3 separate regions of the Triticum aestivum genome follow, and regions 1 and 3 are each linked to region 2. Evidence: chromatin contacts called from public Hi-C and HiCAR-type data. All regions are on one chromosome and are shown on one strand. The core of a region is the stretch at or near the end of the contact, and the rest is flanking DNA. Distances in the headings are between cores, read along the strand shown. Region 1 holds the start of LOC123055249 (acyl-CoA-binding domain-containing protein 4). Region 2 holds the start of LOC123055248 (E3 ubiquitin-protein ligase SINA-like 2). Region 3 holds the start of LOC123055253 (heat shock 70 kDa protein BIP5-like).

What was found. A called contact is a pair of places that touch in the nucleus more often than the background predicts. HiCAR-type assays count read pairs that join an accessible place to other places.
Region 1: a HiCAR-type map of leaf shows a contact between it and region 2, with 8 times the contacts expected there. The contact joins the promoter of LOC123055249 here to the promoter of LOC123055248 in region 2. A contact is called at or near these places in 1 of 5 Hi-C or Micro-C datasets (an unstated tissue) and 1 of 1 datasets of contacts at active chromatin or transcription factors (leaf).
Region 3: a contact with region 2 is called in a Hi-C map of leaf, with 3 times the contacts expected there. The contact joins the promoter of LOC123055253 here to the promoter of LOC123055248 in region 2. A contact is called at or near these places in 2 of 5 Hi-C or Micro-C datasets (both in leaf).

What each region holds. Positions count from the first base shown.
Region 1 is chr2D:639,659,563-639,662,262 of IWGSC CS RefSeq v2.1, forward strand. LOC123055249 (acyl-CoA-binding domain-containing protein 4) reads left to right here and starts at 1,412. Exons shown (of 6, transcript XM_044479235.1): 1 at 1,412-1,933. The coding sequence starts at 1,527.
Region 2 is chr2D:639,347,962-639,350,661 of IWGSC CS RefSeq v2.1, forward strand. LOC123055248 (E3 ubiquitin-protein ligase SINA-like 2) reads left to right here and starts at 1,265. Exons shown (of 3, transcript XM_044479233.1): 1 at 1,265-1,492; 2 at 1,612-2,066; 3 at 2,162-2,700. The coding sequence starts at 1,650.
Region 3 is chr2D:639,800,859-639,803,558 of IWGSC CS RefSeq v2.1, forward strand. It overlaps LOC123055253 (heat shock 70 kDa protein BIP5-like), which reads left to right and starts at 1,314. Exons shown (of 1, transcript XM_044479242.1): 1 at 1,314-2,700. The coding sequence starts at 1,346. LOC123055252 (actin-related protein 6) reads left to right here. Exons shown (of 8, transcript XM_044479241.1): 6 at 1-19; 7 at 109-171; 8 at 278-674. The coding sequence ends at 407.

The DNA of each region.
Region 1 (2,700 bases), core at 162-2,661, 310 kb after region 2:
AAACACGCATTTTGCAAGTTTGTGCATCAAACTGATCGTCGCATGCAAGTTCTATGATTACTGGCGTATTTACCTTAAAACAAAATCCCAATGAAATATGTCCATCGGTTTTCTTTATATTGATGGATTTGTTTTTACCCGTTCTCCCTTTTTCTAACTTCGAGTGTTTCTTTGTTTTAGATGTTGAACTTATTAGAAAAATATTATGTCATCTTGTCAATATACGCCAACATTCGTTATAAGGTTGTACACACTCGCATCACTCTTTGTTTCAACCACGTACAATCAGCTCACCGTAACCACTCCTTATTTTCACTATAACAACATTATCAGATTGATAAACCATGCAAAACACGGGTTATCTAACGAATTACAAGAGTATCTAAAACATGTGTAGAGTAATTTCCACACAGAGTCTCGCAACAAACAAGCAACACATGAAACATCTTCATTTGCAGCATACCAAAAGTCTTGATTTTTCACTCTGACTGACTGAAGATAGGTCCCAAGGTCCATGAAACTCACCGCAGAAAGAATCTGCCATATTAGCCGGAACAAGAAAACATGTCTCTGCACATGCGTCAGGGCATCATCCGAAGCTAGGCAAAGAGAGGATCAATTGTCACTAAGATCCGTGTCACAAATACATTGAGTGCAAAAGTTATGTCAAGGTTGACGAGAACAGGCGACCTGGGTTCCAAATCGACATGAGCACCGAAAAGGTTGAAGAGAAAGTCCTGCCATGGTTGGCCACACCACGCGATCTGCAACACAAATCGACATGACACAAACCCCACAACTCGATCAATGCCGGAGGCAAGTCTGCCATATCAAAAGGAGGAGAACAATTATTCCGCAACCCAGTTTGCCACTATAAAAGGACGGTGGTATAACACACTATAAAATAATTTATTTCGCAACTGAAGAAACAACGACACACGATAAAACACAATGAAAATGAAATTAGCACCCCCAACCTCGCGGTGCCATTTGGGGCATATAGGTTGGGAACTACGATTCGCTGGTTAAAACTGCTAGGATACCATGATACTGATAGTGGTTAAGATTCTTTTGAGAAGATAATAGGTTATGTTTTACAGATTTTTCTAACTGTTTTTTAGTAGGGAGTAGGGTTGGTGGAATGGTGATTTTTCTCTAAGGGTGTGATTAAGTCTCAGTCAACTGAGAGTCAAGTGACATACTCCCATCACATAATATAAAAGCGTTTTTTGACATAGTATAGTGTTAAAAATGCTGTTATGGTACAGAGGGATAATGAAGTCACTTAGACTTAGCAAAACTGTTTTTCTAATCAAGCTCGGCGTGCCTGATTACCTTAATTCCATACGAATACGGTTGTGTGGGGTTAAGTGCTACTTTTGCCTTTGCCGTGAAGTCGTAAGCCAAATTGACTTAAGGAAAAACCAAGTTGAACAGAGCCAGCACCAAACCCTCGTCGCGCTCGTCTCTCTCGTGCTCTCTCACCCCGGCCAGCGGCATCTGAGATTCGCGCCTCGCCGGCGGCCATGGGCGGCGACTGGCAGGAGCTGGCCCAGTCGGCGGTCATCGGCCTCATCTTCGCCTTCCTCGTCGCCAAGCTCATCTCCGTCGTCCTCGCCTTCAAGGAGGACAACCTCCGCATCACCCGCTCCGCCCCCGACCCCGCCCCCTCGCCCGACGCCGCCGACCCCGCGCTCGACGGCGGCGGCGGCGACGGCGACGGCGACAGCGACAGCGACGGCGACTGGGAGGGCGTGGAGAGCACGGAGCTCGACGAGGACTTCAGCGCCGCCTCCGCCTTCGTCGCCGCCTCCGCCGCCGGCGTCCCCGAGGAGGCGCAGCTCCGCCTCTACGGCCTCTACAAGATCGCCACCGAGGGGCCCTGCACCGCGCCGCAGCCCTCCGCCCTCAAGCTCAAGGCCCGCGCCAAGTGGTAGATTCCGCCCCCCCTTGCCTCGCTCGATTCCTTGGAATCTGGATCCACCTTCTGCCACAGTTGGGTTTAGCCTTATATTTTCTAGGGGATAGGGGTTATGAGGTGGGTTGGATATGATCTATGTCTACATTTAGCTTGTGCTGCTACGGGACTGCCCACGGGATGTGAACTTGGTGTGATTTCTGAGTTGGACCGACCAGGAGAGATTGTTCGTAGTTAGTACACCCCCAAATGCAACTGGTGCTAGCTTCCTGGCTTGATTTCTTGGTACAGACATAGAGTCAGTCCACTGGTTCTCTAGGTTTGGTGTACAGGATTTGTCTCTAGGTTGTCGATGGGTTTCGCCAATTGATTGTGTGTTAGCATTGCCTGCTCCTGCTACTTTACTTTAACATGAGCATCCAAGTACTTACATTTACTGCAACTGATCTAAATCCAGTAATATCATTTGTGATCAAGGCTGCATAATTATGAGGGCTTAAGAGTTTCACTTTGATGATGATGCCCTTTGCTGCTTTGGATTTTCATATATGAGCATCGGAACTCAGGCATCTATTATTTCACAGTGAACATGTATTAGCAATAGACCTTTTCGGTTTTGCTCTGCTTGTGCTTCTCAATTTGGTAACTGTATCTAGGTTCTTGATTGGCTTCACCGATTGATTGGTTGTTTGCATTGTCTGTTTGTGCTACTTTCCCCTGAGCATCCATGATCTATATCGAAGAATGTTACTTGTGAATTCTGGTTATGCCGAATAGTTGTG
Region 2 (2,700 bases), core at 15-2,514:
TTGCTGGTTGGTCGCCGGCCGGCAGTGGGCGTCCGCGTGTCCGGCACGGTCTGGACGAAGGGGAGATAGTGGTCTCTCCTCCGGCTGTGGCCCGAGGCGGCGGGCGGTGGAGTCGATGGTTTCCTTCACGCGGTCTGGATCTTCATGTTCACGGCTTTTGCTGTCGCCGGGAGGCTTCAGCCCTGCCGTTCTAGCCGTGCAAGATCTCCGGTGGCTTGATCGTAGTATTTCTTGCTGCCTTATTCTCTGCTGCTCTTGGTTGTAGTAAATTTGGCATGGATTTTTCAGTTTTTGGTCAAGTCTTGGCCTTTGTAATTCAGCACCATTGTATCCTAGCCGGTTGATGGCTTCATTAATTTGAAGTCGGGCCTTTGTGCCTTTTCTCTAAAAAATATTAAAAATGCCATCTCTTAGTAATAAAAAAATGCATTTTCTTAATATAAAAATGCCATCTCTTAAAATTGAAAATGACATCTCTTAAAATAAAATTTTCATCTCTTAAATAAATAAACATGCCATCTCTCAAAAATAAAAAAGTCCACCGTCTTTATAAAAAATGTCATCTCTTATAATAAAAAATGCCATAACATGGTTAATAAAAAAAATACCATGCACTTAGTGATAAAAACTGCCATGCCACTAATATTGAAAAAGATGCCATCCTCTTAAAAATGCCATGCTGCAAAAAACAAAACTGCTATGGGATTTTCGGGACCGAAAATATAAGTGGCAGTTAAAACCATAAAAGGGCCTCGCACACTGGAGGTCGTGGGTTCGACCCCCGACCCCGCCTCGTGATTTTTTGGAAGAAAAAACACAGACCCGTTCGCCATAAAGCAGTCGCGCAACGAACTATCCCAATGATCCTATGTGGCGTCGGTTCTGCTCCAAGATTCGTGCGACGGCAAGGAGGGCGTTCGCTGCGAAATCCCCTTGGGTGACGGTCGCCGGTTAGCATTTCCGACTATTTATGGATGGCCAACATGTTTGGCAGTTGAACTTCCCGGTGGATGTAATACGTGCTGTGACCACCAATTTGGTTGGTCCATCGTAATTTGGATTGCAAGGTGTTCCAGCTCAAAAAAAGAAAAAAGACACAACAACTGTTTTTCATTACGAAGGCAAGAGCGGAAAAAGGGGCATTGTTCGAGTAGTCTGGGCTAAACGGGCCACGCAGGAAGTGTTGTACTCGGAGTCTCGGACTGGGCCGCCTCCGGCACCGACTAGGCAGCACAAAAATAAAGAGCAGGAGCCCCTCAAAAATAAAAAATAAATAAAGAGCAGGGCAGAAACCCCCACCGCTCGCCCGTTCCGTTCCGATCCCCTCTCCTCTCGTCCCCCGACTCCGCGCCGCCGGCGAGGGTTTGGCTCGCGCCGTCCGCCCCCACGGCCGCCGCCGCCCCTCCTCTCCCCGAGCCGCGCCTGCCCTCGGCGACGGGCGGGCGAGAGCCGAGCCCCCTGCCGCCGCCAGATCCGTCGTCTTCGAGCTCAGGTAAGAAGGCTCCGTCCAATCCCCATCCCTCGAATACTCCGTCGCAATTCGTTGGTGGCGTTTGTAGGGTGTTGATTGCTTTCTTTACCGTCGTCCTCCGGCGCCGTATCGATCTGCAGGGACGTGCCCCGGCGCGCAGCCCGCGGGGACGCCGGAGATGAGCTACAGCGGGAGCGGCGGAGGGAAGCGCCTCCGCACGTCGCCGAGCGAGGCGGAGGGCAGCCCCAGGCGTCGTCGTGGGTCGCCGTCGGTCTACTCCCCTTCGCCGTCGCCCTACCGGTCGCCCTCGCCGCTGCCGTCCCCGTCGACCTACCGGTCGCTCTCGCACTCGCCGTCGCCCTGCCGCTCGTGGTCGCAGAGGCCGCCAAGCAACGACGATGCCGACGATCTGAGCCGCAGCCGCGGGTCGGACGACCTCGACCGGCACGGGCGGAGGCCTGCCTGGAGGCCGCACGCGAACAAGGAGCTGGGCGAGCACGGGCGCACCGGCGAGTACAGCGTCCGGATCGACGACTACGACCGCCTCTTCACCTGCAAGGCCTGCCGCCGCATGCTCTCGCCGCCGGTCTACCAGGTAACTTTCGGTTGCAGCTGCAGCACAGTTCTATTTATTTATCATTACGTTCAGAATCAACTCAGCCGTGTTCTTGATACATGGTGTGCGTGCAGTGCCCCTTCGCCCACGTCACCTGCTCGAGGTGCCACGAGGAAGTCGGGGACAACCGATGCAGCTGCTGCGGCAGCGGCAATGGCTATGGGCGCAACCGCGTCGTCGAGGAGTTCCTAGGCCGCATCCGCTTCTCCTGCCGCAACAAAGTGCATGCCTGTGAGGCCTTCCTTCCGCACCACGAGATGCGCCAGCATGAGCAGACCTGCCGCCACGAGCCTATCTTCTGCCCTGTCCCCCAATGCGGCTTCGCCAGCCGGGCTGTTGCACTCACGACCCACCTCACCCTCCGCCACCACTGGGACACGATCAGGTTTCACTATGATGAGAACTTCCGGGCCTCTGCCTTCACGTCGACCATCTTTCAGAGCCGCGACGACGGCGAGCTGTTCTTCCTCGACAGCTTCAGCGAGGGCCGTGGCATTGCTCTGTCCACGATCTGCATCCGCCCTGAGAATGCCCGTGAGCAGGAGTTTGTGTATGAGCTGAAGACGCCGGTAGGCAACGGCGGCAGACGGCCCTGGCTGCAGATGCAGTCGAC
Region 3 (2,700 bases), core at 64-2,563, 450 kb after region 2:
CTCGGTTCGCTGAAAGATTGTAAGTAGTTTTTTCTGTAGGAAAAGGGACAGTGTTATCTCCCAATTGCATGAGTCTGCGTGCATCATCTTAGTTGTTTGTATCAACAGGCAGAGAGAACTTCGACCTCTTGTGCCCGAGGAGTACCAGGTGAAGATAATCTCTCAAGAGAAGTATGTGCCTTTTTTACTCTGTTTCTGTCTTGGCGCCTCTCCCTCGTTCACTAACGCTCATGTGCGGCGTGCGCGAATGGCATTAACGCTCTGCTACTTTGCGCAGCCCGATCCTTGGTGTCTGGAGAGGAGGATCTGTCCTGGCGTCCAGCCCCGATTTCGGGTCGATGTGCGTTACGAAATCAGAGTACGAGGAGATGGGGTCGGCACGGTGCCGCCGAAGATTCTTCCACTGAAGAGTTGCTCAGTAGATAGGACAATGTAGCCTGTTTTAGATGGCGTGTTTAGCAAGTGGCATGCGAATTAGGGGTTTGTCTTCTACAAAAGGTTTAGCAAGTTCAGTATTTGCACTAACAAATTTAACTAATGCTTAGTTGGCCATGGCCCATGAGACTAGAGGTTGTCTTCCCCATGCATCCACGCATGCAGATCAACTTTGTGTGAATGGATTCAGTTGTGGGTGGGTGGATTTAGCTACTGGGAATTTCAGATTTTCCTGAGGATTTTCTAGCAGCCCTTTGCAGAAAATTTGTGTCAAGATAAATTTGTGTCGTGATTGCAGAAAATGAGTTCGTGAAGTTTGGCTGTTGAAATAACAATTTGAAACTTGTGTGAAATAACCTTCTTTCTCTATCCAAACACCTCTTTCGACGTGGTGTCCTTGAAATTCAGTGATTCACTCCATCGGCCTCCTGCGTACCATTGAAATTCAAAGTAGAGTTGAATCAAAGTTAAATTTGGTCAGAAACGAGATGACTACCTGAATTTTGGTGCGGTTTGAAATAGATTTGATACCTCTTGGGTCATTATTTTTTGTGAGAGAAAAATTTATACATGTAACCTGCAAAGTGGGGCCAGGAACGGATTCTTTTTGTCAAAAACATGATCGGACTGTTGTTGACAGCCAACACGTCACGCAGCAGCCAGCCCGGTTCCCGCCAGCGTGTCACGAGCCCTCGCAACCGTCCGATCGTGAAAACTAACGGCCCAGATCGACTCGCACGCGTGTCACCGCGCTCGCGTGGGACAGACCGCGTCGGAGGCCACCTCCGATTCGTCCACGTCACGCCAACGCTGTAGACCTCCCTTCGCGCCATAAATAGTAGCCGCACCGCCTCGTCCTGCAACGTACTTGGAGCTAGCTTCCAGACGACATCGATTGATCGCCGGCGCCATGGCTCGCGCGACAACGTTGCTGCTCGGGCTACTGCTCGCGGTGCTGCTCCTCGCGGCCACGCCGGCTCCATCGGCTGCCGCGGCGGCGAAGGAGAAGGAGAAGGGCTCCGGCAGCGGCAACGGCGGGCCGGTGATCGGCATCGACCTGGGCACGACCTACTCGTGCGTGGCCGTGTACCGGAACGGCCGCGTGGAGATCATCGCCAACGACCAGGGCAACCGCATCACCCCATCCTGGGTCGCCTTCACCGACTCCGGCGAGCGCCTCATCGGCGAGGCCGCCAAGAACCAGGCCGCCGCCAACCCGCTCCGCACCGTCTACGACGCCAAGCGCCTCATCGGCAGGCAGTTCGTCGACGCCGAGGTGCAGCGGGACATGAAGCTGCTGCCGTTCAAGGTGGTGGACAAGAACGGCAAGCCGCACGTCGAGGTGGAGGTGAAGGCCGGCGACGTGCGGACGCTCAGCCCGGAGGAGGTGAGCGCCATGGTGCTCACCAGGATGAAAGAGACTGCCGAGGCCTATCTCGGCGAGAAGGTCCGGGACGCCGTGATCACCATCCCGGCCTACTTCAACGACGCGCAGCGCCAGGCCACCAAGGACGCCGGCGCCATCGCCGGCCTCAACGTCGTCCGCCTCATCAACGAGCCCACCGCCGCCGCCATCGCCTACGGCCTCGACAAGGTGGCAGACGGGAAGGAGCGGAACGTGCTGGTGTTCGACCTCGGCGGCGGCACCTTCGACGTGAGCGTGCTCGCGCTCGACGGCGGCGTCTTCGAGGTCCTCGCCACCAACGGCGACACCCATCTCGGAGGCGAGGACTTCGACCAGCGCGTCATGGACCACTTCATCCGGCTCGTCAAGCGGAAGCACGGCGTCGACATCTCCGGCGACGCGCGCGCGCTCGGCAAGCTCCGGCGCGAGTGCGAGCGCGCCAAGCGGGCGCTCAGCACCCAGCTCCAGGTCCGCGTGGAGGTAGAGTCGCTGGCCGACGGCGTCGACCTTTCGGAGCCGCTCACCCGGGCCCGCTTCGAGGAGCTCAACGCCGACCTCTTCCGCAAGGTCATGGCGCCCGTGAAGAAGGCCATGGCGGACGCCGGGCTGGCCAAGGGCGACGTCGACGAGGTGGTGCTGGTCGGCGGCAGCACGAGGATCCCCAAGGTGCAGCAGCTCCTCCGCGACTACTTCGGCGGCAAGGAGCCCCACAAGGGCGTCAACCCCGACGAGGCCGTGGCCTACGGCGCGGCGGTGCAGGGCGGCATCGTGCGCGGCGACGCCAAGGAGGTTGTGGTGCTGGACGTGACGCCGCTGACGCTGGGCATCGAGACGGCCGGCGGCGTGATGGCGAGCGTGAT